Regions from separate parts of the Mus musculus genome. Here region 2 is linked to region 1. A link is a contact called in public HiChIP or PLAC-seq data. All regions are on one chromosome and are shown on one strand. Each heading gives the region's core, a stretch centred on a gene start, on an enhancer-like site or on the middle of the called end of the contact. The rest is flanking DNA. Distances are from core to core; before and after follow the strand shown. Region 1 has its middle 20 kb from the start of Gm40557. Region 2 overlaps Ttc7b (tetratricopeptide repeat domain 7B).

Region 1 (3,480 bases), core at 795-3,294:
TAACAGAGCATTTAGTTTCCAGAAGCAGAAAATTGAGCTGACAACGTGTTGTTTACGAGCAAATTCCAGGATCTGGAGGTAAAAAGAAAGCAGTGTTCAAGCCCACGGACTATTTTCCCACTGGAGATGGAGCCTCGGTTTCAGGCTAAAAGCAGCCATTTCTATCCTCAAAGCCCCTCCCCAATTTTGCTTCTCCGGGACAGATGGTGTGATCATCGAGGAGACCTGGAAACTGTTGAGGCTCCAGATGTCCCTGGGGCAACCATCATCCATCTTTGGAGCTTGGGCCTCTGGGGGACCCTGCATGTTGCAGGGCGGAAGGGCAGAGGAAACAGAGCTGGGGGCTGGGGGTGTGGAGGGAAATCAGTTCTCGCTCCCTTTTTGCAGCAAACAGTGTTTACCTCCAAGGCTGTGTTTTTCACGGAAATGGAGACCGGCAGAGGAAAAACGCCCTTGTGAAACATTTCCATGAATTTATGTTGTTCATCTGGAGCGTCATGGCACTTCAAAGAGGTCTCTGGGGTTTGACATGGTCAGGGACACAAGACTGGCCTGCTATGCGCTGTTTAAGATCCCCAAGCTACAAGCCTGCTGGTACCTCATGGAGACCAGCAGCCAAGTGGGATAAGGGACACCCTGGGCTTGCAGGGCCTAGGCAAGTACACACGCTCACCCCACACATATTCAGACTCATCTTCATCAAGAGAAATAAAAACAGAAAACACAGTGGGTACAGGGCCATGAGACCTTGGGCAAGCCACTGAAAATCTCTCAAGATTCAAGCTCATGTTTGTACAGTAATAAAGCCTTGGACCTTGCTGGATTGTTGTGGGGACTCTGAGAAAATGAGGATCATTTTATTTTCTTTATAAATGAGGCAGGATTAGATCCATTGGCATGACTTCCTGGCTGAAATATTCCATGGACTAAGAATAGTGCCAGGTCTGGTGGTTCTCGGGTAGCAGAGCTAGTTAGACCTCTGTAAGCTCAGTGCCAGCTGGATTAGTGAGTTCCAGCCATTCAGAGATACACATAGTGAGACTCTATCTTAAAAAAAATAAAAAATAAAAAAAAATGAAGTTACTGAATAAAGCCAGAGGCTGATCAGTGGAATACATGGACCACTGATGAGGTGAGGGGCAGCAAGACCTGGGCAGTTAGGGCAAATATATGAGATAAGATGTCTGGGAAAGAGGGAAGGGCTCGGAAGGTTTAAAAAAAACAAATAGTGCAGGTATAGGCTCACAGCACAAGTCAGTTTCCAAGAGTCTGGTTCCAGGATAACCACACACACACACACACACACACACACACACACACGCGCGCGCGCACGAGCGTGTTCAGGCAGATGCTTAAACCCCAGTACTCAACGCTCCTATGGAAAGTGGTTAGTCACACAACATGCATGTGCTTTGAGCCATCTCTAGATGCTTTAATGCAATATAAATACTTTCTAAGTGGCTGTTAGGATTGTTTAGGGAGTAACGACAAGAGAATCTGTGTTTGGTTCATGTGCAGTTTGATGCTCCCAGTCCCACCCCCTACCCCCACCCAGTTCCCAGTTGGGTAATGCTGTTCATGTAGAAACTTCAGACCACAGCAGCAGAGGCTATCCCTCGCGGAAGCCCAACGAACATCTTATGACTAGTCCCTTGCTCTGATTGGGTCTCCTACCTAAGCAATAAAATAGGTCCAGTCCTGTCATCTGCAGCAGCCTCAGAGAAGGAGACACTGGACAGGGTGGGCTGGAATGACAGCTGAGCTCCAGAGACAGGCTCCCAACCTTCCTCACCCCACCCCCACATCTTCTTTCCTTTTAATCTAGCAAAAAGCTTTCACCTCTTTTATTTATTTATTTTTTGATCTTCCGCGGCATAGAGGATTTAGGTATTTTGCATTCCAAATGTTTCTTCATGCTTTAGTTTAAACCCATAAAATGAATTCTAGGGCTCCGTGTTCTACAGAAAGCCCCAAATCCTGACTCCTCTCGGCAGCCCCGCCAAGGTCTCATCAGAATAATGCAGCACAATGGGATTTGTGTGTGAGTGTGGAGTGGGGGAGAGAGGGGAGGGTGGGGAGGGAGGAGAGAGGCAGGGGTGTGTGTGAGAGAGATTAAACTCCTAGTCTTTTAAATTTTGGATGGTTTCCATGGAAACTGGCAAGTCTTCTTTGCTCTCTTCAGTTTTCTGGAGACACCTCGGCAGCCGTCCTAGCTTCCTGAGTATGTTTGGATCAGAGTTCCAAGGTCCAGGCTTGGAGAGGGAACAAGCCTCATCTGAAACTGCTTTTTGGGACTCTGACCCCAAGGGGACATACGTTAGAGACTGAACAAGCCCCTCATTGGTCCCAGTCCTCTTTCTTCCCACATCTGCCTGTGGACGCTTTCAGTGGCGCTGCAGGATGGCAGGATGTGTGCTGGAAGCTGAAGAGAACTAGCTGAGTACTGCAGGAGGTGTCAGGGCAGGAGTGGAGAACAGGCTGCTCCCACCTACAGTCTACTGCTTTCTGCCATGCCTGTCTTGGATGCTCGAGGCCCCACTGCTTGGACCACCAGAGAGCCTTGTTGGACAGCTCCTCCTGGAAACTGCCTTTGGGGATCGCTCTGGATTTACCTACCAAGAATCTTTCACAGCGATAGAATCTACCATGCAGTGTTCACAGCGATAGAATCTACCATGCAGTGTGTGTGTGTGTGTGTGTGTGTGTGTGTGTGTGTGTGTGTGTGTGTGTGTGTGTGTGTATGCGTGCACGTGGCTTTCTTCACTCAGCATAATGTTTTCAAGGTTGTGCCTCTTATTAAGTAACATTGTTTCTTGCCAGGTGTGCTGGCGTCTTTAATCCCAGCACTTGGGAGGCAGAGGCAGGTGGACTTCTGAGTTCGAGGCCAGCCTGGTCTACAAAGTGAGTTCCAGGACAGCCAGGGATACACAGAGAAACCCTGTCTCGAAAACAAACAAACAAACAAAACAACCCCCACCCCCCAAAAAGTAACATTGTGTCTCTTCAGGACTAAATGATGATCCATTGAAAGATGGACTTGTTTCCTTCATCTTTGTATCATCAGTGGGCATGTGCATTGCTTCCACCTGGAGGGCTCCCTTACTCCGTGGTCAGTGACGCATGAGCTTTAGCAGGGATCCATGGGAACAATGCATACACCAAGGGAGAAAAAAACACCGTCTGGTACAGTAAGGTTCCTGTACCTATTTCTTTGGGGTTTTTTTGGGGGGGGGGTCAATCCAGAGTCCAGACACTGGGGTCCTCACTCTGACACAAGCCTTGTGTATCTGCTGGGAGCCCCTCAACATAGCCATCTTGTGGGGAACCTCACCGTTCAAGCTGGTATGCTTCTTTTGCCTGTAATGCACAGCACTGAAAAACCCTTGCTGGATGAAGGAAGCCACACAGCAGAAGCCCAGACTGTGATCTTTTATGGCAATAAAATGTTCTTAATAGGTAAATCCGCAGCAAAGGGCAAAT
Region 2 (3,306 bases), core at 613-3,112, 94 kb before region 1:
TTTTTGTTTGGGAGCCCTCCAACCCAGCAACACTTGTCCCTACACTGGCCAGGAAGAATTGGCATCAGGTGACCTGGCTCTCCCTAGAGACCGTAGTCACAGACCCAAAAAGCAACCTAGGGCAGAACAGGCTCTCAAGTGCAAACTGTGTGGTGCCCTGTAGCATTAAGTCTTTCTTCACCTCAGCTGGAGGGAAATACCAGAGCTCTGCTTACTTCTGATTTTGCTCTGAAGTCTTAGGTGACTGGCAGCCAATTCAGTCTCAGTACCTAAATGTTTCCAAATCTGATATATCCTACCCATGCCGTTATCCTTAGAAATGCTGTCCTCTTGTTCCAATACAGCATACCAACTAGGCTCTTCTGCCTTCCTGCCGCACACAGGAAACTTCTTGGCTTGGGAAAGACATGGAGATTTTTTGCCTGGGTTGGTCTGTGTTTCCCTATAATGTTTCCAACTCCTGTTACAAATTCCTGGCCCCTGCATCTTAATCCTGAGTTTCTTTCACTCTGCCTCCCTCCCTAGCCTGCTACCTACCTTTGAACATGGATTAAGCGTATGACTGCCACCATGTTCTGAACTCCCTGCTGAGTGCTGTGGGCTCCTTTTGGGCCATGTCAGCTCCACTTGATTTCTGGACTTGCAGAAGAATGGTAAAACTTTTAGGCCCAAAGCTTTTGGGAAGCCATCTCCCGTGGGAAGGTCTCTTTGAATAACAAATAGAAGTCCAAAATGGACACGTAGCAGGTGTGTGCCTTCAGACCTCACCTCACCAGTGAGTTAGGTGAACTGCAGAGTTAGAGATCATCACAGCTTCTTCATTTTAGCAGAAACCAACTAGGAAAGAACAAGGCGGATGCCGGTGATGACTGTACCAGAAGTCCTGACTACATCACTTCTGAGGGTACTATATACAGTGTGAGTCTGAGATGCTCAAGTGGTTATAAAAAAACATCCTTAATTTTAAAGGGGGTTTAGAGATAAAAATGCCTGTCACTTATAATAAATAATCACCCTTCCCCCAAAATAGATTAATTAAGCTAATACAGAAGAAAGTTAGCAGTACCAGTGCGGTGAATCAATAGGTGATTGCCACCAAGCCTGACAACCTGAGTTCAATTCTCAGGACCCATGAGAGAACCGACGCCAAAAGCTGCCCTCTGACTTATGCAAGCATAGCATGGTGCACGCATGTGCATGTGTACACACACACGCACACACCACAATTTTCTTTATAAGGAAAAGGTTTAGCAGCTGTTAACTTTGGCTATTAGTTTGTTATATTAGCCTTTTTGCTTTTCTGAAGGTTTGAAATTGTACAAGATAAAATCTAAACAGCCAAGCCAATGTGATTATATTTGCTCTGTAGAGAGACCATGCTCTGGGCTGGTAACCTGGTAACAGAATCCTTAAGGACAGTTCAAGATGAGAAGTGCTGAGCAGGGAAGCCCAGTAAGGCTTGGTGCACGGACTGGAGAGTGCTAGCCTGGCATCAGGCACCTGCTCCAGGAAGAACTACCTAGTGATAGCAGGCCGCACACGACTAGGCTGGGTCAGTGACTTGGGGTTGGCAACAGGCAATAGCTGAAGCTAAGGCAAAAATCATAGAGAGGAAGCAAGAGAGAGGCCAAGAGCACAGTCCGTGGCGTGCCAGCACTTAGGGAGCAGGAGAGAAGCAACACTCGTGGGAAATCTAGGCTCTGACCAGTCAATCATGCGGATGCCACTGCTTGTCCCTGTAGAAGGGATTTGGCTGTGGCTCTACCAGATCCCACGTCCTTGAGCTCAGTCCTCTCTGCTCTCCATGCGGGACTCAGCCCTGCTCCTGCACCGTGCAGAAGGAGGAGCTCAGACGGCACAGCCTCTCTTGGCTACACATCAGGAGCAGACATGGCTTGAATTAGACACAGTTTCCACACAACAGAGCTGAGGCCCCTGGGCAAGTTGCCTTCCTTCTCTGGGCCTCGGTTCTTCTATCCATGAGGGATGGTGGTGATCACCCTAGCAGGAGTAAGCCATGATCACACATGTGAGCTAGAGGCCTGCAGGTGTGTCAAATGACAAATGTTTAGACGTATGAAGCACCCCCTTTTCATGTCTGTCTGGTGCCTGTTCTCCAGGCTGGTAACAACAGTGATTTGCTGAGAGGAGTAGGGAGATGATACACGCACATGCACACACACACACACACACACACACACACACACACACACACACACATACACGCACACACACATACATACTGGCCTGGGATCCTGCCTAGCTAAGAGTTGACTCTTGATTAGATCTATAATTGAAATTCTGGCCAGTGTCCTTCTAAATGCAGCAGAAGCCGCTAGCCTGGCACAGAGCAGCCTCTGACAGTGGATGCTGTGTCTTCATAAATAAAGCTCGGCCCCTCCCTATAGGAGTCCAGGGCCCTGCAGGTTCTCTCTCATCCTCTGCACCAGGCTGCCAGATCTAGACAGATGCATGGGGCCAGAGCCAAAGATCCCTGCGGAGATCTCCCAGAACAAACTAGAAGCAAAATCTGCTTCTTCCTAAGGACAACATGCGAGTTTCCAGGCCCTCCAAAGCAAGGCAGGTCAATCGAGTTATAATTGGCTCTCTAATTAGAACTCCCATAAGCTGTTAAATTCTTTACCTGCCGCCTGCGTTTTATACAAAGGTAACAAATACACTTGTGCCTTTGATTAAAGAGCCAGCTACAGTCACCAGCTTCCTGCTGGCAGCAGCCCCCTCCAGCCACCACTACCTCACTCAGATGCCTGCACACCCACCAGCAAGCATCATAGGCAACACAGCTGTCAGCTCAGAAGGATCTCTGGGAAGTCAAGCTCAGAGGTCATGTTGCTGGCAACCAGGGGGAAGCTGCAGAGAGTTAGCCATGTTTCCAGGGTGACACATTCCTCGGGAGATGCATAGATCCTGGGGCCCCTACCAGAGCTGCTCCATGCTAAAGAAAGTTCATCCTGTGCCCCTCTGTATTCTCAGTGCTGGAAGAAAATCGGGGTTTGTGTTGTTCCCTTCAACCCTCAAGAGAGCAGTATGGTTTAGTCTTGATAGAAGGACTTACTTTGTAGAAAATGGCAAATGCCACACATCTGGGCTTTTTTTCTTCCAGAGAGCCATTTTGGCCATTATATCACTTGCACTCATGGGCCAGAGAGGGAATTGCTGTTAAGGAGGGAAGCAGAGAGACATCAGAGGGACCATGGATGAAGAACACTCAAGGCCACGCCTCAGAAGCTGCTGTGGCGCTGAGCAGAGGCAGGGCTGAAGGAACCGGGGAAGGAAGTACTGCAG

What was found. HiChIP or PLAC-seq counts read pairs in DNA pulled down with a chosen protein or histone mark.
Region 2: a contact with region 1 is called in an H3K4me3 HiChIP or PLAC-seq map of forebrain, with 2.5 times the contacts expected there. The contact joins two enhancer-like sites. A contact is called at or near these places in 1 of 39 promoter capture datasets (neural stem cells), 10 of 484 Hi-C or Micro-C datasets (adipose-derived mesenchymal stem cells, bone marrow-derived macrophages, cerebellum and 6 more) and 4 of 115 datasets of contacts at active chromatin or transcription factors (SST interneurons, bone marrow-derived dendritic cells, forebrain and 1 more).

Annotation. Positions count from the first base shown.
Region 1 is chr12:100,220,660-100,224,139 of GRCm38.p6, reverse strand. No RefSeq gene overlaps it. Among named protein-coding and RNA genes, the nearest start is that of Gm40557, 20 kb to the left of the region's middle. Within about 2 kb of position 2,044, at least 49 of the 459 cell types and tissues checked have an H3K27ac peak or open chromatin away from gene starts, as enhancers often do. A contact at or near this core is called in cerebral cortex, forebrain and neural stem cells, where this site is marked.
Region 2 is chr12:100,314,822-100,318,127 of GRCm38.p6, reverse strand. The region is part of intron 19 of Ttc7b (tetratricopeptide repeat domain 7B); the gene reads left to right. Among named protein-coding and RNA genes, the nearest start is that of Gm51958, 33 kb to the left of the region's middle. Within about 2 kb of position 1,862, at least 43 of the 459 cell types and tissues checked have an H3K27ac peak or open chromatin away from gene starts, as enhancers often do. A contact at or near this core is called in cerebral cortex, forebrain and neural stem cells, where this site is marked.